Regions from separate parts of the Mus musculus genome. Here regions 1, 2, 3 and 5 are each linked to region 4. Evidence: chromatin contacts called from public HiChIP or PLAC-seq and promoter capture Hi-C data. All regions are on one chromosome and are shown on one strand. Each heading gives the region's core, a stretch centred on a gene start, on an enhancer-like site or on the middle of the called end of the contact. The rest is flanking DNA. Distances are from core to core; before and after follow the strand shown. Region 1 holds the start of Srrm4 (serine/arginine repetitive matrix 4). Region 2 overlaps Gm30028 (a long non-coding RNA gene). Region 3 holds the start of Sirt4 (sirtuin 4). Region 4 holds the start of Prkab1 (protein kinase, AMP-activated, beta 1 non-catalytic subunit). Region 5 has its middle 16 kb from the start of Gm42010.

Region 1 (5,779 bases), core at 2,777-5,276, 570 kb before region 4:
AAGCAATACACACACACGCACACACATACACACACGAATGTGCATACATATACACATGCACAGAAAGTAGAAGCTTAACCCATTCCACTGATTTCTTAGTTTGTAAAATAACAAGTGAGATGCTGCCCTCCTTCAGGGTGCTTTGTTCATCTTCATGAGGAATTCGTGGGTGTAAGCAGAGTCCCTTTTGCCCCATCTGTCCTTCCACAACTGAAAAGATACCACCATCGGGGACAGAAGCATCCTGAAGGAGTGGATGGAAGTAGATTTTTATACAAAGAGTGCCAGTTTTAACTTACCCGGGAACTCTATCCAGAAGTGGGTTTTGGGAAGGATTCTGAGGTCTGGTCCCAGGAGTTCGAGTCAGAATTAGCAATGTCTTCCAGCGATGGCACACAGAGGGTAAATACCAGTTGTGTCACGGGTGTGTGCTCACTGTTCACTAACCAACACGCTGATGTGTATCAGCTCTTGGCATAGCCCCTGGGGAGGCAGCAAGCAGGCACACTGTGAGGGAGACAGAGATGGCTCTACTGTATACAATGACAAAGGAATGAGGCTTTGAGTTCTATCAGAGAAACCAGCCCTAATGTTTAAATCATGTAACCCTCACAAGAATCATGTGAAATATGTTTTAATGTCTCCATTTAGGATGGGGAGGGTAGAAAAATTGAGGCAGGAGTTAGTTCCTTGCCTAAGGTCATCTGCCTAAAAAGTAGCAGATCTGTGCACCACGCCCAGCTCCATCTGATTCTAGAGGCTGTGCTTTTAGCCTCTGATAATAATTGATTTTCTTTACTAAACTAGTTTCCATAGACTGCTTTGTAGCCTGCCCGTCCAGTTGACTCTGTTAATCCCCGAAGCCAGTCTATTTAAACCCAGAATATTCGGTCTTTGTGAAATACCATGCAAGGCTGCTCTGGTGATACTGGGTTATCACCCAAGAAATGTAATGTAAGATATTGAAATGGAAGCTTTGGCAAGAAGGGAGAGTTCTTCCTTGTGTACTCGACTGGACTTGAAGCACTGTGGAAATGTATCTCTCTTTCTATAAAGATGTTTCCAGAAAGTTAACTGACAAGGGAAGACCCACTTTTGTGGGACTGTGACACCAGACAGAAGAACTGGTAAGGTTGAGCAAGCTGCAAACCCCAGGAAACCTCAGAATTGAGAAGATGTGAGGCCAGCTCCCTGCCAAACTACCTGATCTGGAACATGTAACCATGATGCCCCACTGAGAGGACCTTGAGAATCGGTCATGTAGCATAAAAACCCGGAGTTCTCCATGCTAATGAGGTATTTAAATAGGTCAGGTGTGTTTAGCCAGTGAGCTTCCCTTCCTGGACATTTCTTCCTGCAAAAAGTATTTAATCCCTCCTTCACCCCGAGTAAGATGTATACGTTCACATCCGCCGTCAAATAAAGCAGTTTGGACAAGCAAGGTCCTTCATCGAGATTGCCCAGGGCTGAGGAGGGGGAGGTCTTGGTCACAAAGACTCGCACCTAAATCTCCCAGAGAAGGCCTTCTCTCTTCCAACCCATCCGGACTCTTGGCATTCACTCAAAACCAAACCGGATTCCACCCCTGTCCTGGTACCCATGGACCCCTGTTCCCAACTCCCCGAGGTCTGATGCAACTCTGAGAACACAGCAGATAGGGAACCACAGCATCCGTCCCAAACCCCACAGCATCCGTCCCAAACCCCACAGCATCTGTCCCAAACCCCGCTGTTTCACATCCTCATCTGGGAAATCACAGGCTGGGAGCCCTATTACTGACAGTGTTCTGCCTCCCCAGAGTGGCTTTCAAGCGGCATTTGGGCATCCCAGCGGCGAGTCAGACAAATAGCCCGACACGCTTTGAGTAGAGATGGACCTGTTGTTCCAGATTTTGTAAAAAGGATCCAAAAAAGATGAGCGGCAACTTTCATCTCCCTCGGCTTCTTACCACGGTGTAACAGGACCATCAGGTTCCTATGCTTTCCCCGTCCCCAACCCACACGCCATGATGGACTCAATCAAACCCTGAGCCAGATAAAGCCTTCGTCCCCTAGTTTGCTTCTTATCAGGGATTTGCTCACAGTAACAAGACAATTACTAATACAACAACTGAGGTCACTCGCTGAAAGTCTGGGTGCTAAGCCCTGAGCTTGTTCGAGGAGGCACACAACTTGGAAACCACAGCACTGTCTGCTTCGAAGCATGGGCTCATTGGCATCTTGTAGACTTTGCCTAGCTCCAGTCTTGTATGCCTCTTATTCCCAGAGTGCTCTCCCAGACCTGATTACTGTTTTTTTTTTCTCTCTCTTTAAATAGTCAAGGCTAAGAGGGAAGACAGCTCGATGGCTTTTAAAGTGACAGCCATCCAAGGGTTGCTAGGTCCTAGACGCAATCTAAGAATGAGGAATTTGAATGCAGGGGATCAGGACATGGAAAGTTCACTCCCTGGTTTACTTTCCTCTGTCCTCAAGTCTCCCAGCCCCAACCCCATCCCACCTCCTAATCTCTGCTACTCCCTTTAAAAGCCAACAAAATGCACTTCTAGTTACTGACCAGAAGGGGTCACTGCGGAGTGAGCGCTTGGCGCTCCTAAACCGGTACACAGCCATCACACACAGCCATCACACACAAACTCCTCCTGTAGCCTCTTCCAGGCCAACGCTCACTCCTTGTTCCTGTGTCCCGGCTTCTCTTGCCCCATCCTGTCCTCCTCTCCCCTACTCTGCTCCCCCCTCCGTGTACCTCCTATTCTCTTACAAAGGACTTACTTACAAAGTTCGCACTGATGTTGGGGGTGGGGGTGGGGGTGTCTTCGCTCCCCACTGCTACTAGGTCAACAAAAATTAGAGAATTTTTTCTGCCTTCAGGGTGGAACCCGGTGTCAGTGCTTGGAGGTTTGTAAGACTTAGCAGAAGCTCCTTGTAGGAGTTTCACTTTTAAACCCTGGCGGTAGGTGAAACTCCCAAGTATTAAAAGGCTCCAGAGGAGAAATGGGCTGGGGAAATCTCACTAAGATATCTTCCCTAAGAAGACCCTTACGGCAAAACGGGGAGACATTGTTGTCTACTGCCTGCGCATCTGGAGTTTGAGATTCTGAGTCTCTGCTGGGACTGGGAGAGTAGGGGGGAGGAAGAAGATGGAAAGACCAAAAAGTTACTTGTAATCCTCGGAAGCCCTCCCCCCCCTTCCCCCCTCAGTCTTTCTTTGCCAAATCGGACTGTTGTTTCACACCCAGGCTGCGGGTTCTCAGGGGGGTGGGGGAGGGGTGTTCTTTTGGAGGGCTTTGGCAGCGGGGACGCGAAGCAGGCCGGCTGCGAGGCACAAAAGAGATATCCTTTATAGCGCCGCAAGCACAGATGTGACGCTGCGCCCCTCTGCGGGTGGGGGCCGGCTCGACAGATGGCGAGAAACCGCGCTGGTGACGGATTGTCCGTCAAATGGCATTTTCGGGGTGGGGGGGTGGAAGAGCCCCCCAGGCGTAAAGAAAATCATAGGGGCACCCACACACACACACTTTGCAGACCTCGGCAGTCCATCCCAGAAGTGGGGTGGGTGAAGGCAGGTTGGCGTGGGTGGATAGGTGGGGCATTTTTTAGTAGCTCCCTCAATGGAAGATGCTCCCCAAGTCTTGCAAAAGGATAGGGAGGTGGCCCAGGCCCGGGAGTGCGCATGTAAGGGTTGAGGGGAAGGCCTGCGACGATGGAGGAAGGGTGAGGGCTAAGAGAAAGAATCTCCTTTTTGATTCTGTTTGAGGTGTTGGGGTCGCTTCTCAGAGGGGTCAGAGTCGCAACTCTGTGGCCACGGGGCCTTAGAGACAAGCGCTCGCCCCTCCCTTTCTCCTCCTCAGACCTGCGGGCTTTTGTTATGCAGATGGCGGCGGGAGGCTGAGCCAGAGAAGGAGGGGTTGCTGGGGAAGGAGGAGACGGAGAAGGGGAGGGAGGAAAGTACAGCTCGCGCGACCAGCCTCCCCTTCCAACGTCACATTGTGCAAGAGACAAAACCCGGGCGCGCCGGAGCTCACACGCGCACGCACGGCAGACGCCCCGGTCGCCTCCTCTCTGTTCTCTGCGCGGTAGAGAAAGCCGGCTAGCTTTGCTTCGCCGAAGACACGGAGCTCAGCCTGCTCCCAGCGCAGCTCAGAGCCAAGCCAAGAGGTGAACCCAGCCGGGGAACCACCTTCTTTCTCCGCTGCCTGCCTAACCCGAGACGTCCCGTTCTATCCCATCCCCCGCCCTGAACTCCGATCTCTCCCCACCCCACCCCTTGGGGGTTTCACGCGGACAGCGCCCCGGAGCCCAGGGCGTGTCATCGGGTTTGTAATCCACGTTTCAGCACTTCGGACAGCGCCCCAGGCTCCCGGGCTCCTTGGGCTTTCAGGATGGCTAGCCTGCAGCAGGGCGAGAAACAGCTGTTTGAGAAGTTCTGGAAAGGGACCTTCAAAGCAGTGGCCACTCCGCGTCCCGAGAGCATCATCGTCGCCAGTATCACAGCCCGCAAGCCGATGCCAAGGTAATGACCTCGTTCATGAGTTAGGGACACTGGGAGGTCCCCCCCCCTTTTCTTGCCTGTGCCCCAGAATCTTGACGGGTGGACGCAGGCAACTGGAACAGGGTGTCTGGACTAAGCCCGTCGTACCCGGTATCTCACGCCGGAACATGAGAAATTATCGCTTGTGTAAGGGAGAGGCTGTTGAAAAGGGACAGGAATTTTTTGACGGGGAACAACACTCCTACAGACTCCGCACCTCCTATGCAAACCCCCTTGCTTTCTTAGGGTGGGCGGTGTGGCTCGGGGTACGTACTTGACTGAAAACTTTTCGAGCTATCGCCAAGTGCATAGGTCAGGGGAGCAAAGCAGTGGTGGATTTGAGGTGTCAGGGGATGCTGTACAAGACATGAACTCAGCTCAGCCAGTGTTCAATACAAGCATTCTAACCCTTGGCCCAGAAACTAGCGGGTCTCTGAACATTTCAACAAAAGCCCATATGCTATTCCCTCAGATACGCTCGCTCCAAGCAGCACCCTCCTCCGTGTCTTAGCCTAAGCTGCTGCTCGTGTTGAATTCTTTCTTTTTCAGCACCCAAAACCAAAACTCTAAAGCTCAAAGTCAGCATGAAGATAATACTGAAAGTTTTACTTTATTTTATTTTTTAAGGATCTGGTGGCTTTGAACTTTGGAATGAGTTGGGGTGCTGGAGCAGTAGTTAAAAAAAAAGACAGGAGGGGAGAGGATGGGAAGAAATACAAAGGCAGGAGAAAAAGAAGACAAGAGGGGGTTGAGGGGGCACAGAGCCTTCCACAGCAGAGAAATACCCAATATTTTCCTAGATCGTTAGATTCAGAAGTCTTTGAGAGGGCTGTGCCCTCTGTCAGAGAAAATCAAGGCTGTATAAAAACTCATCTTTTGCTGCTGCTGGCTGAGCGGTTCTGAGAGTTAAAGGGACGATCTGGGGGGGGGGGCGCTCGCAGGATTGATTAATCCTGGCAGGCTGCATTAGGGACTAGATGGAAAACATGTCTGGGAAAAGAGCCTCTGACAGATGCCTCATCCAGCTCCAACTAACTCTGAACTTCCCAGCAAGTGTGGGGTCGACGAAGGCTGACTGGAGAAATAGATCCGAGAAGAGTAAGCCCACATCCAGGAACTTTTCTTTGTTCTGACTGATGCTCAAGCAGGTCTTTTAAACAAATGGAGCATCCAGTGTGGGGGGAATGGGTAGACAGGAAGCAAGAAGGACCAGCAGAATGGAGATCCTATAAGCAGAGTAGACATGTGAGTG
Region 2 (5,827 bases), core at 1,315-3,814, 980 kb before region 4:
CTATACACACATACACACACACAAAACAAACAAACAAATGTAATGAAGATGGGTAGAACTGAAATTTAAAATTGTTAATGTGTATTTATGCAAGTGTGTATGTGTATGGTGTGTGTGTGTGTGTGTGTGTGTGTATGTGTGTGTGTGTATGTGAAAGAGAGAGACAGACAGACATGTGAAAGAGAAAGGGCAGTCTCATATGCCACCCTCAGGAGCTGCCCAGCTTCCTTAAGACTGGCTTTTACTGGTCTGAAGCTCATCAATTAAGTGAGGTTGGCCAGGCAGTAGGCCTCCAAGGTCCCCCCACCCCACCATGCTTGGAGTACAAGTTCAGGTTGCCACACCCACCGCTTTCACAGAGGTTCTAGGAATCAAATCCAGGTTTTCCTGACTGCTGGCAAGTGTACTACAAGTGATCTGCTCCTCAACCCCTCTCCATTTTACAGACAAGGAGAGTAAGAAGCCAGGTCACAGAGGACAAGTCAGAGCCCTCTGTCCCAGACAGGAAGCTGAATCTCTTCATTCCCATCCATTGCGTGCTTTCTGGTGCTCTGTGGGAAGGTAAGAAGTGTTTCCTTGGAGCAGTCTGAAATTCACAGTGGGCTTTGTCAGGCTCTGGTCCCTCAGCTTCTGTCCCTCAGAAGCCGAGAGCTCTGTTGTGGAATTCTGTCCCCTCTCCCAAGGGCTGCGCTGCCTCTGAGTCAGGGAGGCTGAGTAGACCCCTTGCGAGTGCAGTTCTTATGACGATTACCTGCCCTTGGGTCCTCAGGACACACAGAAGCATCACCAGGCTGGAGATCAGCCTCTTACACGCTGGGGACAGACTTGGATTGGCTGATTAGGCTTCAGAAGTGTCATCAGAGATGCAGAGTCATGGGAGAATTTAGGACAGGATTGCACACGGCACTCGTTAGGCAGTCAGATATTATTGAACAAGCATGGGAAAGAAATGAGAATGGATGGCCGTCCTTCTCCACCAGACATCTATGTATCTATCTAGTGCTTTCCTGGTGTGTGCAAGGCCCTGGTTGCCCACTACTAAAGCCTCACATGCAGGGGACAGAACCCAGCACATAGTAGGTGCTCAATGAAGCAGTGACCTTTCCTACCAGTATCGATGTGGTTTTTGATAGCAAACTTACAGGGTGGGTGGAGTTAAGTGAGGAAGGGCTAACCATGGTCCGTTGTTGGTGAGGATGGAGTCATGGGTGGGAGCACAGCACCGGGAGGACTGCAATCAGGCAGGATAAACCAGGACATCAGCAGCTGAAGCTGACCTCTTTTGTCAGTTCACATTGAACTTCACGAGGGTCTCTCTGCTAATCACTTCCAGGCTAAGCACCTACAAGGTGAAAACCCAAATTTTTATCTTCCGGAGCTGGGGATAGACCCCCAGGGCCTTGTACATGCCAGGGAAGTTCTGCCTCTGAGCCAGCTGCTGGTGTGCGACAGTTGAACACAGTGGCTCATGGGTATAATCCTAGTACTTGGGAGGCAGAGGCAAGAGGAATGCTGTGAGTTCAAGGCCAGCCTGAGCTCCATAGTGAGTTTCAGGCTAACTCAGGCTATAAATACAAGACATTTTCCCCAAATCTATGATGTCATAGATGGGAAAATCCACACCTGACCTCATGAGCTATCAAAATAAAGACCAGAGGAAAGGACGGGCTGTAGTTATCACGTAGCTGTTATTTATAAACACATATATATACACACACACACATACACACACATATACACACACATATATATATGCTACATATATGTTATATATGTAACATATGTTATATATATGTTATATGTATGCATTATATATGTTATATATGTGTATATATGATATATATATGTTATAAGGCACTTATGAAGCATAGATGAAATTTCTGTATATATTTGGTTCCTACCCTACAAGACATCTTTGCAAATATCCAAATCAGAAACAAAACAAAACAAAACAAAACAAAACAAAACAAAACAAAACAAAACAAAATCTATCACCAACAAATAAACACCAGACCTGAAGGGATTCTAGTACTCAGGTATTTTGGATAATGGCTGTTCAATTAGTAATAACTGACAAAGTTCTCATGCAATATATCTCTTGGTAATATCTCTGCTTTCTGGAAAGGGGCACTAAGCCCCTACCCCCTACCCCCCCAGGTCTGGTGCCCTGACCTGGCCTCTCCCAGAATCTGCAAGGCTGCAGCTCCTGATGCCCACGTGAGCCTGTGGCAGGTGGAGGCTGCCCGAGGCCCGCTGTCACCCCAGCTTGGGTGTCGAAGGCCCAGCTGGCATCCTTGCTGCTCCGTGACCCTCAGGCACCGGCTCAACACACACCCCTCCTGCTCCCATTTGAACCCGGCTGCTGTTTCTGCAAGTTTCCATTTTTAGCTCCCTGGACTGGAACGCAGTGTTCAACGCACCGTAAACCGCAATGTCAGTTTGATTAGAGAGAAGGCGCATGTGGGCTTCGGGCTCGCGCCTCCCCGAGTCTAATAATAGCCCGCTGGATTCTCTCTCCTCTCTCCTTCCAAAGCGTTTTCCTATGCAATGTCCCATTTAAGCTCCGGGGAGGTAGCCGGCTGGTGGCTATTGAGTGAAAGGGCTTCTAGAACTATTCAGTGCTGTTAAATGTGAAAGGGTATTGTCCTCGTTGTTTTAAGGGGGGAGAGAAACAGAACTGGGAGGCTGGGAGCAAGGTTCTAAAAGGAGCTGGTGTCTAAATGAGTACATGCCCTGTGTGTATTCTCTTGCCAGCCATGGAAAGTGCATTTTTTTTCCCCATAAGAAAAAAAGGCTCAGGGAAATCGGATATCTGGTCCAAGGTCACGAAGCTCCCAGGTGACGAACTATGGTTTTGACCCAGGACATTTAAGGCCTCTGAGCCCTCTATCGTGTCACTAACTAGGGTATTCTGGAAATAAAGACACAGCAAGATCTCGATACTCCTGTCTCGGACCGACTCAGTTCCCTGCCTTTGTCCTTGGGAGTTTTACCTGAGGACATGATAAACCAGAGGGGTTAATTCCAATCAGATGTGGGCATTTCTCACCCATCAAAAATGCAGAGAATAGCAAATTCTTGTTTGCTTTTCCTTCCAGTCCTACTGTGCATTCGCTCACGCATCCATCCATTCATCCAGTGCCTTGGTTTCAGGTACGGTCCTTGTGTGACCCAGAACAAGCGACAAATTGCTCCTCTGAGAGCCCCAGCTTCCTCATCTGGGAACCACAACGAATCCAGCTTCCTAGGGCCATTGTGAGATGTGTGGATGTAGGAAACAAAAATATTTGAGAACCAAAGAGTAGATCAATTTCTGGGTAGACTTGCAGATCGGGTATATGACGTCACTTTCTGTACCCACTCCCTACCTCTGCAGCTTCTATTCACAAAATGTTTCCTCCCAGGTGAGACGACTTAGTCACTACTCAGTATCTCAGCATAGTAGGACCTCCCTGTCCCAAAACCTATGGCAAAGTCCACGGGCTCAAGCCCCATTGGACTAACTTGGGTCACATATGCTTATCCTTCAACCAATCCTTGGGGTCTTGAGTAGTGAGAAACAAGCTGATTGGGCAGACTCAGTCATTGGTGTAGAAGTGGGAGGAGACTGTAGATCTTGATAGAAGAAGCAGAATAGGTGCCGGCGGCAGTGTGATGCCTCTCAGGTATGTACTAGGTAGGAGGACTTACTTCCAAGTGATTTATTAGGAAGTCCTTTATGGGGTGGCTTGGCATTCAAGAAACCCTAGATTCCACCCCAAGCACTGCCGAAAACCAAGCAGGGATGGTACATGCCTATTCATCCCAGCGCTTAGGAGGTGGAGGCAGGAGGATTAGAAGCTCATGGTTAACCTTGGCCACATAGAAAGTTGGAGCCTGCCTGGACTATATCTGTGCTATATGGGAATATGAGGCTCATATTCTCTCTCTCTCTCTCTCTCTCTCTCTCTCTCTCTCTCTCTCCCTCCCTCCCTCCCTCCCTCTCTCCCTCCCTCCCTCCCTCCCTCCCTCCTTCCCTCCCCCCCCCCCCACGTTCTTATAAGAAAAACAGGTAGGGAATAGAGGAGGTAAGAGAAAAGGAAGTAGTTAGGGGTTTTATTACAGACAAAGGGTTATTATAGTTGTAGCCTGGCCTTAAAAGTGTAAGTTATACTTCCCACCTTCAAACAAGGCAACTGGAGATTTTTATTCATGAACCAGTCACTGACAGTGGACCACATTTCACTGTATTCCCAGAGTATGTACATTCTCCAGAGGTCCTGGGTCTCAACCTACGGGATGCCTCCCTCGTAGCTCAAGGATGATGTTCCAAAGGTCGCAGCCGCAGATCTCCCACAACTGAATCACGAAGAAGCTTGGATGTGTACAGAGGTGTTGGGAGGCATCCAAGGTGCTCTGGATGCAGTTCCAGAAAAACTCTCTAGAATATGGAAGCTCGTTGTTTCAGCGGAAGGAGATGAAGGAGGAATGAGACCAAGACGAGGGATTGGGAGGAATGGAAGCCACTGAAGAAGTGGGCACACGAAGGGAACTTGATCCTGATCAGGAAGGAGGAACAGAAATAGAGCAGGGCCAGTGCCCCTGCCTCCCCTGACTGTGATCGACAATATCTGTCCTTGGTACACACCTCTGCAGAAGCAACTGAGCAGGTATGTGAAGGACAGAGGCAGCAGAAAATCCAGAGAGGCTGCTTAGCCCCACCCCTCCACTCCACTAGATGAAGGAGGTTGATGCAAGCCCACTGAGCCCTGGGAGATGTGGGTACCTGCTTATACCATGGGTGATCCTCCAGATCCTGGAGACCTGAAGAGCCATAAATCAGTCTCTTAATAGTATTCTTTCTGCCCACCTCTCATCCTCCTATGACTTTTCTACCAAGATCAGCCGTCGTCTTCCTGCCTCAGTTTCCCCTTTGTCTTTCTCAAGCTATCTGCCTCCGAGCGTCTGCAGAGGGTACCGAGATGCAGAGAGGAGAGAGGGATGGAGTGCAGGACCCCAAGCCAGCAGCTCCACTCCAATGTCAAGACTGCTTGATTTGCTAAGTATCTGAAGGGGAGGGAGGCAGGTCAGACTAGCAATGGGCAAATAGGGAGAGTCTTTGCTGGCTGTCAGGCTCTGTGCTATGGGTGCTGTAAGTGTATCTGCTACTCTTCTGTCCATTGTATCAGAATTCATGACAGTGGCAACTTAAAAATGAAGGTCTACTTGTGTATCTTTTTTTTTTTTTAAAGGTTTACTTATTTATGTGAGTACACCTTAGCTATCTTCAGACACTCCAGTAGAGGGCATCAGATCTCATTACAGATGGTTGTGAGCCACCATATGGTTGCTGGGACTTGAACTCAGAACCTTCAGAAGACCAGTCACTGTGCTTAACAGCTGAGCCATCTCTCCAGCCCCTACTTGCGTATCTTAAGGATACAGTCCATTGAAGTGGGGAAGGCGTGATGGCAGGAGCAGGAGGCAGTCTGGCCATACTGCATCTGTATTAGGAACACAGAGAAGGAAAGGGAGGTAGAGATGGATGTGGGAGAAGGAGAGGGGGAGGTAGAGATGGATGTGGGGGAGGAGGAGGAGGAGGGAGAGGGAATTGGGGAGGGGGAGGGGAAAAGGGAGGGGGACAGGGAGGAAGAGAGAGAGGAATGCTGGTGCCCAGATAGCTTAGTCCATTTTACTCAGTCCAGACTCACAAGGATGGTGTTGCCCATGGTTTAGGGTGTGTCTCCCCACCTCAGTTAACCTAACCCAGAAACTCCCTTGCAGACATTCTCAGGAGTATGTATCCTAGGTGATTCCAGATCCTGCCAAGTTGACAATCAGTAGTTAG
Region 3 (5,376 bases), core at 1,676-4,175, 540 kb after region 4:
GGGAATTGAACTCAGGACCTCTGGAAAGACAGCCAGTGCTCTTAACCGCCGAGCCATCTCTCCAGCCCCTCATTATGAGAATATTAAAGTCCAAGGCCAAATTTTTTTTTTTCAGTTTTCTAAATGAAATGAACATCACCGATAGATCCTTGTCTGGGACTCAGGACATGTATGCTCCCAGGTCCCAAAGCCCTCTCTCTGTTCTGGAGATCATAGTTTACCTCACGGGGGGGGGTGGGGGGGTGGGGGGGGTGGTGAGGGGGGAGACACGCTACCTTGGGAGAGTGAAGACAGAAGACAGCAGGGGAAACCAGAACTTCCTTCCATAGCTCCCCACTGGGTAAATAGAGCCAGCCAATCAGCTATTGAATAGGGGAAAGGATGCTGCGGCAGGTAACATGCTAACCACTGAGGCCACTTCACATTCTAAAAAGGACACACCGGTATAGAGTGGCAGGTTTTGCTGGCTTCACTTCAGGAGCGGCCAAGATATGAGTAAACAGGTTCCCTGGCTTCTCTGCAAATCAATGTCGTTAGAACCTGAACCCAGGCACAGCAGCCTGAACAGCTACAAGCTGGCAGCCAGCCTGGGTCCAGAGAGTTCTAAGACAGCCTGGGCTGTGGGGTAACACTGTCAAAACAAACAACCATGACAACAAAACCCAAATTAATAATAATAATAACCAAAGCAAAACAAAAATCTGGAAGCGAGACCTGGTCATTGTATTGCTTATTTAATAAAACAAAACAAAACAAAACAAAACAAAAAAACCCTAAGAAATGGCGTTGAAGAGCTGAGCACACCTGTGATTCCGGCACCCAGAAGGAAGGTCATCCTCGGCTACTTAGTGAGTTTGAGGCCAGTCTGGGAGAAATGAGACACTTCCCGAAAACAAACAAACAAACCAGAACAAAACATAAAAGAGCTCCTGAAGTCAGGAGAGGGAGTGTATCAGTCTCTATGCATTATACGTGGCTCTGCTCATAGTTGCTGCCAAAGCGTCCATTTTCAAGTCCGTGGACACATTTCTTCGTAATCCAAATTGGTTGTATGTTGGGGTGTGTGTGTGTACTGCGTATGTGTTGGGGAGTCAGCGGAGGCCAGAGGGGAATCTTGGGGATCCCCCTCATCACTCCCTACTTTATTCCTTCTGAGGCAGAATCTGACAGCGTGTCGATAAACTCGGAGTTCCAGTTCTTCCACCAGGCTGGGAGCAAGCAGGTGCCAGCCGTCCGATTGCTCTCTGCTCGCCTTTGTGCTGGGAGGAGAGTTTATGTGGGTACTGGAATCCAGACATAGGTCTTCATGCTTCAGCTGTAATTCTGAGCCTCAGGGCCATCTCCCCAGCATCCACGATCTATTTTGCTGTTTAGAATAAGAACACTGTGTGTGCATGTGGGCCAAAAGTGGAGTTGGCGCTCTCCTCCCTCGATCCAGGGGGTCAAAGTTGGGTTGTCAAGTGGCAGAGCTTCACCTGCCTAGCCACCTGGCAGACCCCTATCAATCTTTAACTTATAGCAGGAAATTTAATTACTTTGCAGTGGAAGTGGACGTGGGCACTTAGGAGGAAAACCAATCAAATCTGCGAACCGTGTTGGCACACATCGTTCAGTTCATCAAAGTTCTAGGGAGGCGGAGGCCGGTGAATCTCCATGAATTCAAGGCCAAGCGTGGTCTACATAAGGAGTTCCAGGCCAGCCAAGGCTACATAGTGAGAACCCATCTTAAAACAAACACAAAACAAAGGGGGCAATTATTTATTATTAAAAGTGTCAAAAAAAATTCTGGGCGTGGTGGCGCACTCCTTTAATCCCAGCACTCAGGAGGCAGAGGCAGGCGGATTTCTGAGTTCGAGGCCAGTCTGGACTACAGAGTGAGTTCCAGGACAGCCAGGGCTAAACAGAGAAACCCTGTCTCGGAAAACCAAAAAAAAAAAAAAAAAAAAAAAGTGTCAGACTATACATTAACACCCTGTCTCAGAAAAACAAAAACAAAAAACAAAGAAAGGGTCTTTTGGGGAGGGGTTGGGAGAGCTGAAGAGGTGGCTCACTGGTTAAGAGCATTGCTTCTCACCAGGTGGTGGTGGAGCACGCCTTTAATCCCAGCACTTGGGAGGCAGAGGCAGGTGGATCTCTGAGACCAGCCTGGTCTACAGAGTGAGTTCCAGGAAAGCCAGGGCTATACAGAGAAACCCTGTCTCGAAAACACCAAAACAAACAAACAAGAGCATTGCTACTCTTGCAGGGGGACTCAGATTCCATCCCGAGCACCCACAGGGCAGTTCACAACAGGTTGTCACTCAAGTTCCAGGGGATCTGACGCCCTTTTATGGCCGTCAGGAGCTCCTCCTGTATGCATGAAGGTAAAACACACACATTATTAAAAAAAAAAAAAAACCAGTCTATTTTAAAAAGCGTCTTGGATGGAGAAATGCCCGCTAGTGTGAATTCAGGGCTACCCAGGGCTGGGCTAACGCGCTGACACCGAGCTATAGCCCCAGTGCTCTTACAGTATTATTTTGAGTCCGAGGTCTCACTAAGTCACCCAGACTGGCCTTGAACTCGTGATTCTTCCGCCTAAGCCTATTGAGTGGCAGATTATTGTCCTGTGCTACTAGTGAAAGAGTTTCTTTAAGAGAGCGAATTCCTAAATTAGGACTGCTTGGATCCTCTTTCGCACGCAGGACATGGGAAATATTAACCACTTCTTTGGTGGCACAAGCCTCTAATCCGAGCACTTGGGAGGTGGAGCCAGGAGGATCACGGATTTGGAGTCAGACAAGGATATGTCAGACCCTCTCTCAGCAAACAACACAAGCCACAAACAAACAAACACTACAAGAACCTCAAAAGGCAATCATTGCCCCAGGCGTCAGCAGCATATCCGGAACCTTAACTGAGCTGAGCAGGAAAGACAGCGGGCAATCCGTAGAGGAGCGCCCAAGAATCTTGGCGTGGGAGACACGTAGGATTCTGGGACTTGTAGTTTTCTTCCAACTAGATCGGCTTCGCGGACTACATTTCCCAAGATGCACACGTAACAAGCGAGTCCCACTGTTGGGTGAGAATTGTGGAAGGTAAGTGTTCTGATCCGGCTGAAGGTTTCCCGCTGAGCATTCTTACTAGGGATTCCATCTGTCTCTTTTGTTCTCGAGGGGACAAGGAGGATTTATCCCGGCAAAACCCGACTGTTTAGCCGTTCACACGTAGCTGGGAAATCTCATGGAGAAAGCAGGGTCCTGAGCTCTTCTTGGATAGGAAGCCAAGCCTAAATATGTGTGCCTATCACTCGATAGCTCCGCATTATGTCAAAGACTGTGTCAAAGGCTTGTCTTTACAACTAGAAAACCAGACAGGCAAGTTTGTATGCCTTGATTTTTATGTGTCCAAGTAGCAGAATTTACAATGCAGGGTAAGCAGACAGAGTGATTACTTAGCGTCCATCCCAGAGGCCCTGGATTTGGTACCGAGAACCGTGTAGAAAAAGACAAAACAAAACTGACATACTAAAATTAAAAAATCTTTTGGAGAAATGATATAATTCGGTTTAGTTGTATTCCTTGGCCTGGGCTACAGGGAATTCTGTCTCAAGTAATGATAATAATAATAATAATAATATCTGATTTAAACCAAGTAGAGTTATAGAACAAATAGTCCCATGAGAGATAATATTAACAAAAATATAAATATTACTAAAACATGTTTATATTAGTAGCAGGTGAAAAATAATGGGCTATTAAAAGTCTGTTTTTTAGGGCTGGAGAGATGGCTCAGTGGTTAAGAGCACCCCCTGCTCTTCCAAAGGTCCTGAGGTCAACTCTCAACGACCACAAGGTGTCTCACAACCATCTCTGATGAGTTCTTCCCTCTTCTGGGAAGTAGGTGTACGCGCAGGTTGACCATTCATATACATAAAATAAGTAAAAAAAAATTTTTTTAAAGTTTGTTTTAAAAAATATTTAATTTTTTAAAATTAAATTTTATTTTATGTGTTTGGGTATTTTACCTGCGCGTGTATTTGCGCATCCCTTTTATTCCTCGGCGCTTGCAGAGCGCAGACGAGGGCCTGAAACTGGAGTTAAAGATAGTTGTAAGTCACCATTGTAGGTGCTGAGAATTGAAGGGCTTCCGGACGAACCGTCCTCCCTTCTGTTTCCCCAGTGCTACAATCCCAGGCCGGGGCCACCGTGGCAAAATTTTCATAGTCGAATAGAGTTCCGGTGTCTATCAATTGGTGGGTTAACTTGACTTGTAAAACCCAGCTGCTCTCATGGATTTCTTTCTCTCCAGAATAAGAATGAGCGGATTGACTTTCAGGCCGACAAAGGGCCGTTGGATCACCCACCTCAGCCGGCCGCGTTCTTGTGGACCCTCGGGGTTATTTGTGCCGCCCAGCCCTCCTTTGGACCCTGAAAAGATCAAAGAGTTACAGCGCTTCATTAGCCTTTCCAAGAAACTCCTCGTGATGACAGGCGCGGGGATCTCCACCGAGTCCGGCATCCCAGACTACAGGTCAGAAAAGGTGGGACTTTACGCCCGCACTGACCGGAGACCCATCCAGCACATTGATTTCGTCCGCAGTGCTCCGGTCCGCCAGCGGTACTGGGCCCGAAACTTTGTGGGCTGGCCTCAATTCTCCTCTCACCAACCCAACCCAGCACACTGGGCTCTGAGCAACTGGGAGAGACTGGGGAAGCTGCACTGGTTGGTGACTCAGAACGTGGACGCTTTGCACTCCAAAGCAGGGAGTCAGCGGCTGACGGAGCTCCACGGATGCATGCACAGGTGCAGAAGTCTGCGGGGTTTGGCCCTAAGAAGACGTGTGGTCCCCCAGGTGAACGGCCCCTGGCTGTCTGGACCAGGGTTATCTTAAGATGGAGAGCAAGCAAAGGCTCCCGGAGCAAGTTGTTCTCTTTGGAGTTAGGCCCAGTGAACTGAGGAGAGGAAGTAGGGACGGGAGCAGGGGAGGGAGCAAGCCAGGAGAGGATGCTTTCTGCCTGGCTCGGGTGCAGTGGTCACCTGGGCAAAGCTCTGAGCTCAGTCTCCCAGCACCAGGAAAAATAACGTGAGTGGGGTTGCGTCCTGCGGTGGCTCTAGCCCAGGACTTCAGACTTATTTCAGAAAGAGCCACTGTGAGGTTGATGGGTAGTGTTGTTAACCCTGAGTTTGGGTTGAAAAAAAGAAAGAATTATTTCACCAAAAGAAAGCTTTTGCCTCCTCCTCCTCCTCTTCCTCCTCCTCCTCCTCTCCTTCCTCCTCCTCCTCCCCCTCCTCCTCTTCCTCCTCCTCCTCTTCTTCTTTTCTTCTTCTCACCAAAAGAAAGTTGTTATTGTCTTCTTCTCTTCCTCCTCCTCTTCTTGTTTGTTTGTTTGTTTG
Region 4 (6,157 bases), core at 3,271-5,770:
TTAGGAAAATGGGCCTGTGCCTCCTCTCAGAGAGACAAATACGGCTCAGGGGAAGACCTCCCTCACTGTGTGGAGCCTGGTTGTTCTGCTCAGAGCAACAGCTGAAGGAGACCCAGATCTTAGGAAGTGAGCTGAGACATTAGAAACAAAGAAACAAACAAGCCTCAAGTATCTTTAGGCAACTACTTTTTTAGGTTTTAAAAGATTTTATGGAGAGTGTATGTGAATTGTGTGTCAATGTGTATGCATGTGTGTATATGTCTGTGTGTATATAACTGTGTGTGAGAGTACGGGTATGAGATCTGTATGAGTATGTGTGTATATCTGTGTGTATGTCAGTGTGTGTGATATGTGTGTGTATAAATTGTGTGTGTGAGTCTGTGAGTGTATGTATATGTGTGTGTATATGTCTCTGTGTGAGTTTGTATGTATGTATGTATCAGTGTGTGAGAGAGTGTATGTGTCTGTGTGTGAGTGTGTGTGTGTACATGTATGTATGTGTCAGTGTGTGTGAGTGTGTATGCTCACATATGCAGGCACACTTGCAGGTTCCCAAGGAGGCCAGAAGAGAATGTTCAGCCCCCCTGCACTGGACTTACAGGTAATTTTGAACAACCCTACACAGGTGCTTGGGAACTGAACTCAGGTCCTCTGGAAGAGCAGCTGTGCTCTTAACCCCTGGGCCGTCTCTCCTGACCCAGACATCTTTTTCCCTCTCTTCATCAGAAGTGACCACAGTAAAACAGGGAGCCACTGAAACCCCCACTCCCTCCCTACCTCAGGGCACACCAGACAAGTGTTTCTACCGTCCACTCCATGACCAGATGTTCACAAAATGGATGCTCACAGGATGCTCTCTCCACGGTGAGGTGGCTCTTAGTGCTCTCCGCCCCACTGAAGGGAAAGGTTACTATGTGTGTCTCTGATTCAGGCATAGGAAATCAACTCATTGCTCTTTGCTGAAGCTGCAAACTCCAACACACTGCCTCATTCTGCTTTGTACCAGACAGTGCTGGCAGAGCTTTATTCTACCTGAGATCCCCTATGTGGCTGGTTACCTCTGCTTAGCTCACATGCTTCTGACCTTCTCTGTGTTCCCAGGAGAATCCATAGTGCCTCTACTTATTTCCCAGAATCCTCTCTTTCAGCCAGGGTCCCATCTCCTATTTCCTGCCTCAGCTCATTGGCCATAGGTTTTGTTTTGTTTTGTTTTTTTTATTGACAGATATTGCTTATACGAGGTTCTCTCTACAATCTTCACAATATTCTGATGATTAAAATGTCTCTTTAAAAATACAGAGTGAGGTGCTGGAGAGATGGTTCAGCAGTTAAGAGCACTGACTTGGGGCTGGAGAGATGGCTCTGTGGTTAAGAACACTGACTGCTCTTCTAGAGGTCCTGAGTTCAATTCCCAGCAACCACATGGTGGCTCACAACCATCTGTCATGGGATCTGATGCCCTCTTCTGGTGTGTCTGAAAGCAGCAATGGTGTACTCATAAATAAAATAAATTAAAAAAAATAATTTAGCCGGGCGTGGTGGCACACGCCTTTAATCCCAGCACTCAGGAGGCAGAGGCAGGTGGATTTCTGAGTTCAAGGCCAGTCTGGTCTACAAAGTGAGCTCCAGGACAGCCAGGGCTAAACAGAAAAACCCTGTCTCGACAAAAAAAAAAAAAAAAAAAAAAAAAAAAAAGAATTTAGAGTGATTCCCTGAAATTTATTTATGGGTAGCATTGTTTTTTGGCAGGTGATGAGCTACTTCTAATTCTAGGAGAAAAGGGAGAAAAGATATTATTTATCAATTGTTACATTGTTCTCTCTTTCTCTCAGTTTGTGTCTGGGGATTGAACTCGGGTCATCAGGATACAAGCATCTATACCACTGAGCCATCTCTCCAGCCAGCACCTTTGATTCTGTGTTGATTGTTCCTGTTGGAAAGAGGCTAGAGTCAGCCCATGAGGTATACAAACCAGACAGCACAGTCTTGAGAAGAGGGTTCAGCCAAGATCTCAGTGCTCACTTGCCTTCTGTAGCGGGCATCCCCGCAAGCAGAGCTCACTTGTGCAATCCCGGGAACTGGGCTGTCTTGTTGGCTGGAAAACACAAGATCTTCCGGCTATGCACGTGGGTGTCTGGGTATCACCGGATGGTGCTTTCACTGTTATCTGAGTAAGAGCAGAAGTCTGGAGGCTGTCCGGGCACATCAAAGCATGTGCAGAGCTCAGATAAAGGCCTTCTGGTTGCGCCCTCCTCATTGCCTGCGGGAGAACGTGGGGACCATGCTCATCCCGGAACGTTCAACGGGTTCAGATTTCATGGAGTAAACTCAACCTTGTTGGTCGTTGGTTCCAGAAAATTCTCCTTGGCCCTCACTCAGCCCTTCTCCTAGCTCAGAGAGAATTCCTTCCGAACTGCGCCTTTACCTTCCTGTGGTCCACCCCTCCTCTGTAAAGATTCCTTTACACTTGGAGCATCTCTTATTTTTGCTCACAGCCTCACTGGCAAATAAATAAAGAGAAGTATATAAACACACAAGCTAAGAAGCAAAACTCTCTCTTCTGTTTATTCCTTTTTCGTTCTCACAATCTATGGGGTTTGCTATGCATCCTTCCAGAACTTTCCATCTTCAAAAAGGACGGTGCTGATTAAAAAAAAAAAAAAAGCCACACCCATTGAGTTGCATTCTAGAGTCAAGCGGTAACCACACTACTCTCGCACTGTTATAAAGTGAGTCACAAAGCAGGCCTCTAAGATAGCTATTTAGGGGCCATTTCCCAATAGACCCCATGATGGAACTTCTTAAATGGTAAATTTGGAATCTGAACTCAGTCGGGCTGACTGCAGAGCCAGGCTGAGGCTTGGCTTTAGAATGTGGAATGTTAGAACGTCTCTTCATGCTCACTCACACAATGCTGGCGATAAAATATTTTAAAACATGCGTCTTAGCATTAGTATAGTGGTTAGAATCAATGCTTCAGGAAAGCATGCTCGTATATCATTTTCATGTGTGAATTTTTATTGAAATCCACTAGAAATTGTCCATAAATTTTTAAGTTTCCTTGTAGATAGATACTGTTAAAGTCCCTCTAGAAGACCACATGTCAGACATCGGGGTCCCTGGTTCCCTTAACAAAAATGTGTCACATTGCAGATAATTTAAAATATAGATGTTCACTGGGCAGGGTGGTACACACCATTAATCCCAACACTTGAGTGGGAGGAAGAGGAAGGTGGATCTCTATGAATTCAAGGCTAGCTTGGTCTACAAAGTAAGTTCCAGGACAGCCAGAGCTGTTACACACAGAAACCATGTCTCAAAAAACACACACAAAAACAGAATAACAAAAAAACCAAAACATATGTATGGGTAAATGTAAGACATGACCTAGAAAATCCAATGCAAAGCAAACAAACAAACCCCACAAGACAATGTTGTTGTTGTTTCTTTAAAGGCTGACTGTGAAGCTGAGATCGTTTTATTACAGCAGTCTGTACCTCTGCTGAAACACTAAGCCCTGATACATTTTACACATAATGTGGCCAATGTAGCCCCAAGGCTCTTGCAAAAAGACTTATCAATAGGCACTCAACTTGAAACAAACAACAGAACCCAACTGAGAACGTCAATTTCCCAGAAATCTTAGGTCTTTAAGTTTTCTCAAACACCTGGAAGATGGTCAGCATCCTCCATCCTTAGTCTACAGACAGAAATTACGATTTGGCCACTCTGGAGAGGCCTTCCTTTTGAAGGAGCCCTAGGTTGTCCTAATACATTCAATTGTGAGAGCCAGTGCATCTACGGGAGAGACTTAAACGTGAGGTTCTTTTGTTTTGTTTTGTTTTTTGTTTGGTTTTGGTTTTTTCGAGACAGGGTTTCTCTGTATAGCCCTGGCTGTCCTGGAACTCACTCTGTAGAACACGCTGGCCTCGAACTCAGAAATCCTCTGCCTCTGCCTCCCAAGTGCTGGGATTAAAGGCGTGCGCCACCAATGCCCGGCGCTTTCTCTTTTTTTCCCTTTTCTTCTTCTTGTTTGTTTTGTTTTGTTTTTACGATTATGTGTATGAATGCTCTGCCCTCCCGTATATGTGTGCACCGCCTTGGGCGCCGGGATCCCCTGGAACTTAAACTGCAAACAGTTGTGAGCCACCATGGAAGCGCCAGGACCCGAACCCGGGTACTCTGCAAGAGCAAGCGCTTGCTCCAAGCCGCCGTGGGTTTCGCGTTTCGTAATTCGAGTTACTGGAGAGTAACCAACTTGGAGTGAGGTGGTCGGCGCCATCCATGGCATTCTGGCATTCTCGCTCGCTCGCGCCTCCCGCTGGCCGCTACGAAGCTCGATCTGGTGGCAGCCCCGAACCACCCGCGACCGCTTCGCGCTGAGCAGCAGGGAAGAGGCGGAAACGGAACTGATGTCACCCTAACTCCGAGAGCGCTCCATCCCCAGTGACCACCCTTCCTTCCTTCCTTCGCTGGGCCCGGCCGGAAGCGGAAGTGGCTAAGGGGTGGAGGGGAGTTGCGGGAGGAGTGTCAGGTTACGCTCCGGCTCTGTTCGGAGTTCCAGTCGCGGTCGCCCGAGCCAGGTAAAGCGGAGCTCGGCGGGCGAGCGAGCGCGCGATCCGAGAGGGCGTGACTCGCGATCCCCGGGGGTCCGACCCGGCCTTTCCGGCTTCCTTGTGTCCCTGCAGATTCCCAGCCATGGGCAACACGAGCAGCGAGCGCGCCGCGCTGGAGCGGCAGGCGGGCCACAAGACGCCGCGGAGGGACAGCTCCGGGGGCGCCAAGGATGGGGACAGGCCCAAGATCCTCATGGACAGCCCTGAAGACGCCGACATCTTCCACTCCGAAGAGATCAAGGTGCTGAGTGGAGGGGCGTCGGAGCCCTCTTGACTCACGGGGAGGGTCCCCCTTTGCTGTAGTTCCCGCCACATTCCCAGCGTCACACCTTGGGGGGGGGCGGGGGAGGTGGCTCTGTCATAGCCCTCTTTGCCGTTCTGGGACTTGTGCCTAATTACCGATGGGAGGAGAGTCACCCTGGGCTTGGTTGAACATCATTAAGGAGAAAGCAGCTCAGGGACCGCGTTTGAGATCCTTAATTAATTAAGAGTCGAGCTAAACTGTAATTGAGCACCCGTGTCGACTTTTCTCTTCGGTGTAATTGATTGCGCGGCTTGGAGACACTTCAGGCCGACCGGCTTTTGCAAAAGTTGGGTTGGGAGTTCTAGTGTTCTTTTTGGCGGTAAAACGGGAGCACATACGTTAAGCTGGAAATGAAGTTGACTAGCTGACTGCCAGAGGTGTTTGGTTCTGACAGTTTCAGTCCACCCTGCTCACTTTATTTTAGATCCGGCAATTCCACTGGAGGAGGTCAGTGACCGAGAGTCACTCTGAACGCCAGCCAGCAGCTAATTACCCCCACTTCTCTCCCACGTTACTGAAATAATGCCTTGGACTTTAAGCAGACCAGAGCAAACAGATTTTTGCAGGCCAAGCTGAAAGTTCCTGCCTGAGCCACATTCTCTTAAAACCACAGTGAGGTGGCCAGTGCTTCCGGCTACAGGGCCCCAGTCCAAGGGCATTTGGTGATTCTAGGAGGAAAGAAGCTAATTGCTCAGAATAAACTACATTCAGGAACGTTGGCGCTCACCAGCCTGGTCTCTGTTACTTGCCGGGTTGCCAACTAATCCCCATTACTTAAACAGGCTAATTGCCTGGCCAGCTCACTCCGCTTTCACTCCCCCACCCCCACCCCCTAACTGGGCTACATAACCCACATTACTATTCTCCAGATCTTAATTTTGGGTCTGACTTTAAAAGAGCCTGCTTTTGCCAGGGAGTGGTGGCACAGCACTTTGATCCCAGCACTTGGGAGGCAGAGGCAGGCAGATGTCTGAGTTCGAGGCCAACCTGGTCAACAGAGTGAGTTCCAGGACAGCCAGGGCTACACAGAACACTTGTCTTGTGGCAGGAGCTTGTTTTCTGAGCTTGTTGCATTAGGGGAAAGGTGTGTACCTCGATCTTTAGCGTGTTTCCCGGTTGAGATTGTCCCCACCCCTAGAAGACATTTTTGCCCAAGGCTATTTAAGAGGAAGTAAAAGGTATTTGTGTTGTAGCCTGTGTATATTGGCAGTGCCCTCTGCTCTCTTTGCAGTGAACT
Region 5 (6,002 bases), core at 2,426-4,925, 870 kb before region 4:
TGTGGTGTCTCAAAAAAAAATCTTGAATTAAAAAAAAAAAAAACCAACGACAACGATGACAAAAGAAGGGCTTACCTTAAAGACTCACGAGGCATCTAGGAAGAGATAAGTTCTTAGATTCTAACTTTGGTGTTTGTCCTAGTTAGGGTTCTACTGCTATGATCAGACACTTATAAGGAAGACATTTAATTGGAGGTGGCTTACAGGTTCAGTAGTTCAGTCCATTTTCATTAAGGCAGGAACATGGTGGCATCCAAGCAGGCATGGTGCAGAAGGAGCTGAGAGATCTTCATCTGATGGCTGCTAGGTGAAGACTGACTTACAGGCAGCTAAGTTGAGGGTCTTAAAGCCCATGCCCATATTGACACACCTACTCCAACAAGACCACACCCACTCCAACAAGACCACACCCACTCCAATAAGACCACACCTACTTCAACAAGACTTCATCTACTCCAACAAGCCACACCCACTTTAACAAGGCCACACCCACTCCAACAAGGCCACACCCTCTAATAGTGCCACTGCCTGGGCTGAGCATATACAAACCATCACAGTATTCATTTCTTTCTCATGTGCTTCATTTCTCTCTCACCTCCCTTGTGTGCTTCGGGTTTTCATAGTCACAGTGTTTTTGAAAGAGCTAAGAGGAGAAGGTGTAACGAATAGGAAATTCCACAAAGCCTTCACTCTGAACTTCAGCCCCTCCTGTACACTTGTGTAGATGTATACCGATATATCCTCCCCGCCTCTCTAAACTTGGCTTAATTAGACTATTTTGGATGCAGAGAGTGAGTTTAACTCAAAATGGCTTTAAAAATAAGGCCGTTTATTGCCAGGCAAGGAGACTACACCATTTGTCATCCAAACCAAGAAGATTTTGTTCATCCCAGATCCAACATGGGACAGTGTGCTGGCACAGATAAAAACAGGAACAATTCTCACAAAGCCAGTGTGGATCAGGGCATAATTTTCCTCTATATCAAGATGTCTTTAGATAAGGCAGCTCTATAATAAACTACAGGGTCTTCCAGCATCTCAGGGGCTGGCTTTTGGGTCTTACTCTTTTTCATTCTGTTTCTGAGACAGCTGAAGAAGCCCCAGGCACCAAGACACCAGTCTTGACAGTGTCAACTCTGGAAGATGAAGATATCCGTTTCCAGGAGCTTCCATCAGATTTTCCATCATGGTTAGAGCCATGTCAGGCGATCTTACTTCAGTCGCTGACAAGGGCAAAGGTGTTATTTATGGTTGGTTTTCTTCCCTTGGAGATGAGTTGGGTACAATTTGCCTTCAAATATTGAGTTGTTGAAGTGTGGAGGCAGCTCATTTGGTAAAACCCAAGGAGATGGGGCTGAGTTTGATCTGCAGATACCCAAGCAAAAGAACTGGGAGTGGTGGCTCACCCTGATAATCTCAGCAATAGGGACACAGAAATGAGCAGATCCCCAGAGCTTGCTGGAAAGCCAGCCTAGCCTCCTGAGTGAGCTCCACACCAATGGGAAATGCTATACCTGAAAGCAAGGTGCCCCCGCCCACAAAAACCCCAAGGTGGATATCTGAGAACTGCTGTCTGAGGCTGGCTTCCAGGTACGTGCGCACACCCAAACATTCACATGGACAAATGTTCAGCTCTTAAGAGACTAAACTGGAATTCTGTTGCAAGCATGACTGAGCAGCTGTTGGCCAGGCATACAATCTAGAGAGCTCACCACCCACTCACCTAGCTCTTGAGGGTTCTCTAGTGGGGAAACCTTTGGGAGGCAAATAAAAAAGTCTGGTACCCATCTTCGATGTGAAACATCAAGGGTAGTGGCTTTAGGCTCTTACTGAAAGACCCTACCATCCTATCTTCGCTTGCTTTCTATGGCTGGGATAAAGACCACAGCCAAAAGCAACTTGAGGAGGAAAGGATACCATTGAAGGAAGTCAGGACAAGAGGTCAATGCAGGAACCTGGAGGCAGGTGCTGATGCAGAGGCCATGGAGGGGTGCTGCTTACTGGCTTGCTCCCCAGTGGCTTTCTCAGCCTGCTTTCTTATACAACTCAGGACCAGTTGCCCAGAGGTGACAGCACACATATGCAGTTGGCAGGGCCTTCCCACATCAATCATCCATCCAGAAAACGTACCTCAGTCTTGCCTTTGGGCCAACTGAATGAAGGTAGATTCTCAATTGAAGATCTTTCTTCCTAGATAACCCCAGTTTATACCAAGTTGACATAAAACTAACTAGGCAACCTCCTTTAGCACCCCCCCCCCAGATTCTATGACAGTCCTGGCTCACTAATAATGTAGACGTGAGGGTCTCTGTTTCCCAGTAGCAGCCTGAGTCCAGAGGCTGACATGCTGATGGCTGTTGTCTGTATCCTCAAAGCGGGAACCAGAGCTCAGGGTTTGTCAATGTCTTGTTGCTGGTCTCAGAGTGCCCACATGCTCAGGGAGGGAGCAGGAATCAGGTCTTTCTATCTTTGAAGTCAGCTGACTTGGGCATCAAAATTCAAAACAGCTTTCCCTGTATTGGTAGAGGGTGGGGTGTGAATATTCCCTGTGAAAGAACACCCTGCATGACTAGACTGGGAAAATGGAACAGGTTGATTGTAACCTGAACTCTCCATGTCTCTTCTACTGCTGAATATGAGATATTGGGATATACAGGCACAGAATGCTCTGAGAAAGATGACTTGAATGTATTGTAATTGATTTTTTTCTTCCTACAGGAATAAAGGAAGGGGGCGGGGAGAAAACATGCTCAGGCTTCGGTATTTTTGAACCAGTTTATAAATCTTAATCATACTATGAAAATGTTGCCTGTGTTTCATAGCCAGTTTTCCTACATCAGGCTGCCTTGGAAACTGGTCCTTTACAGGTTACCATAGGTGGAGTGGACAAAAGTGGGAGCTATAGAGTCAGCCTTAGCTTATGCCTTATTTGAGGCTTGGAGAGATGACTCAGTGGTTAAGAACACTATCTGTTCTGACAGAGTACCTGAGTTTGGTTCCCAACGACCCACATGGCCATTCACAACCACCTACAACTCTAGTCACCAGAGATCTAGCACCCTCTTGTGGCAGCCCAGGGCACCTGCACACCTGACTCTATACACACACACACACACACACACACACACACACACACACACACACACACACGAAAGAGAGAGAGAGAGAGAGAGAGAGAGAGAGAGAGAGAGACTCATATATTAAAACAAAACAAAAAACTTTCAAAAACATCCCATTTTGGGAGGCTGGCAAGGTGGCTCAGTGGTTAAAGCACTTGCTGTTCAAGCTTGAGAACTGGAATTGATCCTTGGTACCTACAAAAATACCAAGTGGCACCTCAGGTTGGAGATAAAGGTTCTCCCAAACAAACTGGCTAGGCAGACTAGCCACATCTGTGAGCTCTGGGTTTGATTGAGAGTCCTTGCTTCACAAAGGTGGAGAAACAGTTGAAGGAGATTCCCAACATCAACCTCAGGCCTCCATGTGCACACACACACACACACACACACACACACACACACCCCTCAATGGAAAGAGAGAGGACATAGCCTGCTTTGTGTATGCATTACCCACAATCCACTGCTGCCCACCCTCCTCCTTCTTTCCTCCCGTGCTCTGCCTCCTCCTCACTTCTCCGCTTCCAATTAGGGCTGTCGAGGATGCGTTTCTAACAAGGAGCTGTGTGCAAGGAGCCCCCCTAATGATTTCTTTTTCAACATGTCATGCGTCAGGAGGCAGCCGGGAACAGAGCCGCTTGGTGTGAGCAGCCCTGGCTAATTAGGTTTCTGGCTGCCTTCTCTCTGCACCCACCCCTGCCAGCCTGCCTCGTCACACCCCGTATTGGCTCAAATTCTGCTGGCTGTCTGGGATAATTTGAAGGTCCCACGCAGAAGTACGCCATCCTTTACATCTATTAAAGGTTTCTCTGCTGGAGGCTGATAATGCCAAAACTAATTAGGGAGTTCTTTACCCGCTTCCCCCCCCACCCCCCATCTTGGGGTACCTTCTTCATGGGTGATCCTGTAGTAGTCAGGGGGAGGGGTGGTACCACCCAAGGGAGGCCTGCCAATTTGTAGAGACACCATTTGACTGATGGAGAGACTAGAGAGTGGGTGCTGCCTTCTGTGAACCTTTTTCTGGGTAAACATAAACAAATTCCCACTTTCTCTCTGGGTAGATCATGGAGAGCAGATCTAAAAACAATTGCCAGGGTCCAGCTTGGCAAATGAATGAGCTCACCTGGCTTCTAAAATCATGGGTGAAGGCATAGATGGCCCCCAAGAGGCTATGTCTCTAAAAAGTTTCACCCCAGAATGAATGATGACTTCCCCGTTGCTGTCTAGATGGAGTCTCCTCTTTAGTCAACCTTCAAATGCTGTATATACTGTGTCACCTCCCAGACTTAAAGAATGAGGGCCCAATAGGTTCTCTCTTGAGGGCGGCTGTGAGTAGTTACAGCCTTCCGGTCAGAGGTTGGCTTTTCACAGTTCACAATGCTCTATAGCGCCATCTAGGGGAGGAGCAAAAGGCAATCTTCTAGTCAACTCAGTTGTGTGCAAGAGATGATTGCATGCTCCGGAGACCCAAACAAACGCACTGAAAATCACCATAGAGGGCAGAGGGCAGAGGGCAGAGGGCAGAGGGCAGAGGGCAGAGGGCAGAGGGCAGAGGGCAGGAGGAACCTTTGCTTTTGCTTTAGGAAGGGCATCGGGGAGGGAGAAGGAGTTCCTGTTCTCTGAGAGAAGACCTGAATGCTCCTGGCTCATTCTGTTTGTTTCCTGTCTGGACCCCGAGGACCCGCCATGATGTCAGGCCCACAGGAGATTCTCAACTGTCAGTTCTGGAACAGCTGTTTGCACAAGCTCTTGACCATGGGACATTCTAGGGCTTGAATGGAATTTCATCGAGTGTCGCTGAGCCAACGGGGGTTCAGCGAGGAAGGGCAGAAACCAAAGTAGGCATTTGAATAGAGAGGATTTGATGAAGGGATCTAGGAAGATGTAGGTTATGGGTGGATAGAGGAAACAGCATGACTGAGCATGCGCTGTTGGAGGCCTAGTGACAGAAGGATGCCGGTAATGACCAACCAACCCCCATTGCCTTGGGGACATATGGAAAGAACAGCAGAGAGAAGCTATGGAGAGGGGGCTGTGGCATTAGGGCTCAGATCTAAGAAGGCATCACATCCATCTGAGATGCCCTTGGAGATGGGTGATAAGGAGTGTAAACGGCAGTTGGAGGCTTGAACCTCTTCTTGGGAGAGGTGGAGAAAGCTGGCTGTAAGACACTGTTGGGAGGTGCCTCACAGGAAGCTCTTCTCCCTAGCCTGCCCCTTTCCATTTGCGTTCTGTCCTTTGAGGTCGGGGGTGTTGCTCTCTTCCAGCTATTGACAGAACCAATGAAGAAACTCAGCAGAGAAATGCAATGTGCAGACCTGGCATCGCCAGCTTGATGCAGGTTATCGAGCAAGACACACCGAGTCGACCACCCAGACAGCACCCAAGGCAGGGGGAGCCCAAGGGTAAGACTGGGCTCTCTCAGAGGCAGCGGTCTATCCAGAGCCTATAGACTGGGAATATGGATAATTACACACAGTTCATTAATTACCTCGGAAAGCAGATGTCACAGGGTAACACGAATGTGTCTGAGAGGCTCTTCCGGAGGGAAGAGAAGCGACCTGAAAAGTTAAGAGGCTCCGCAGGAGTAGGGGTAGGACTGAGGAAACGGAAAGTACAAAGGTCAGGGGGCAAGAGGGGGCGGAGCTTTGGGAGCTGGGAAGGCAGGTAAGGCAGAGCATGTGAGGGGAGAGATGCACAGGGGAGATTCTCACTGCTCAGGGTTCCCACCTGCCTGCTCCTGACACCTCTCTTCCAGCTTGAGGACAGGCACTGAGGTCTTTCCAGCTGAACTCTACCTTGGTGTGCGCTCTGCTGTAGCTCAAGCTGCTCCTGAAAGGGCGGGGGTGGGGGGGCTTCTGCCCTCTGCTGCTGCGTGGTCCTCAT

What was found. Promoter capture Hi-C pulls out the DNA fragments that hold promoters and counts their contacts. HiChIP or PLAC-seq counts read pairs in DNA pulled down with a chosen protein or histone mark.
Region 1: a contact with region 4 is called in a promoter capture Hi-C map of embryonic stem cells, with 3 times the contacts expected there. The contact joins the promoter of Srrm4 here to the promoter of Prkab1 in region 4. A contact is called at or near these places in 4 of 39 promoter capture datasets (embryonic stem cells, hippocampal neurons and stem cell-derived epiblast-like cells), 1 of 15 datasets of contacts at CTCF or cohesin (embryonic stem cells), 7 of 484 Hi-C or Micro-C datasets (cerebral cortex, cortical neurons, embryonic stem cells and 1 more), 8 of 115 datasets of contacts at active chromatin or transcription factors (astrocytes, embryonic forebrain, embryonic hindbrain and 4 more) and 1 of 9 other capture datasets (embryonic stem cells).
Region 2: a contact with region 4 is called in a promoter capture Hi-C map of hippocampal neurons, with 4 times the contacts expected there. The contact joins the enhancer-like site here to the promoter of Prkab1 in region 4. A contact is called at or near these places in 1 of 39 promoter capture datasets (hippocampal neurons), 4 of 115 datasets of contacts at active chromatin or transcription factors (astrocytes, cardiomyocytes, differentiating embryonic stem cells and 1 more) and 1 of 9 other capture datasets (embryonic stem cells).
Region 3: a FOXA1 HiChIP or PLAC-seq map of pancreatic cancer cells shows a contact between it and region 4. The contact joins the promoter of Sirt4 here to the promoter of Prkab1 in region 4.
Region 5: a promoter capture Hi-C map of hippocampal neurons shows a contact between it and region 4, with 6 times the contacts expected there. The contact joins the enhancer-like site here to the promoter of Prkab1 in region 4. A contact is called at or near these places in 1 of 39 promoter capture datasets (hippocampal neurons), 1 of 484 Hi-C or Micro-C datasets (myocytes), 5 of 115 datasets of contacts at active chromatin or transcription factors (astrocytes, embryonic forebrain, embryonic stem cells and 1 more) and 1 of 9 other capture datasets (embryonic stem cells).

What each region holds. Positions count from the first base shown.
Region 1 is chr5:116,590,064-116,595,842 of GRCm38.p6, reverse strand. Srrm4 (serine/arginine repetitive matrix 4) reads left to right here and starts at 4,026. Exons shown (of 13, transcript NM_026886.3): 1 at 4,026-4,509. The coding sequence starts at 4,379.
Region 2 is chr5:116,997,553-117,003,379 of GRCm38.p6, reverse strand. Gm30028 (a long non-coding RNA gene) reads left to right here. Exons shown (of 4, transcript XR_878713.2): 2 at 447-561; 3 at 4,237-4,649; 4 at 4,927-5,250. Among named protein-coding and RNA genes, the nearest start is that of Gm30028, 18 kb to the left of the region's middle. Within about 2 kb of position 2,564, at least 42 of the 459 cell types and tissues checked have an H3K27ac peak or open chromatin away from gene starts, as enhancers often do. A contact at or near this core is called in hippocampal neurons, where this site is marked.
Region 3 is chr5:115,482,033-115,487,408 of GRCm38.p6, reverse strand. It overlaps Sirt4 (sirtuin 4), which reads left to right and starts at 2,925. Exons shown (of 5, transcript NM_133760.1): 1 at 2,925-3,077; 2 at 4,291-4,785. The coding sequence starts at 4,298. Gm42007 (a long non-coding RNA gene) reads right to left here and starts at 2,959. Exons shown (of 2, transcript XR_878704.2): 1 at 2,846-2,959; 2 at 716-1,366.
Region 4 is chr5:116,022,791-116,028,947 of GRCm38.p6, reverse strand. Prkab1 (protein kinase, AMP-activated, beta 1 non-catalytic subunit) reads left to right here and starts at 4,520. Exons shown (of 7, transcript NM_031869.2): 1 at 4,520-4,857. The coding sequence starts at 4,699. Gm13842 (predicted gene 13842) reads left to right here. Exons shown (of 2, transcript NR_165276.1): 2 at 1,833-2,537.
Region 5 is chr5:116,893,269-116,899,270 of GRCm38.p6, reverse strand. No RefSeq gene overlaps it. Among named protein-coding and RNA genes, the nearest start is that of Gm42010, 16 kb to the right of the region's middle. Within about 2 kb of position 3,675, at least 37 of the 459 cell types and tissues checked have an H3K27ac peak or open chromatin away from gene starts, as enhancers often do. A contact at or near this core is called in embryonic forebrain and hippocampal neurons, where this site is marked.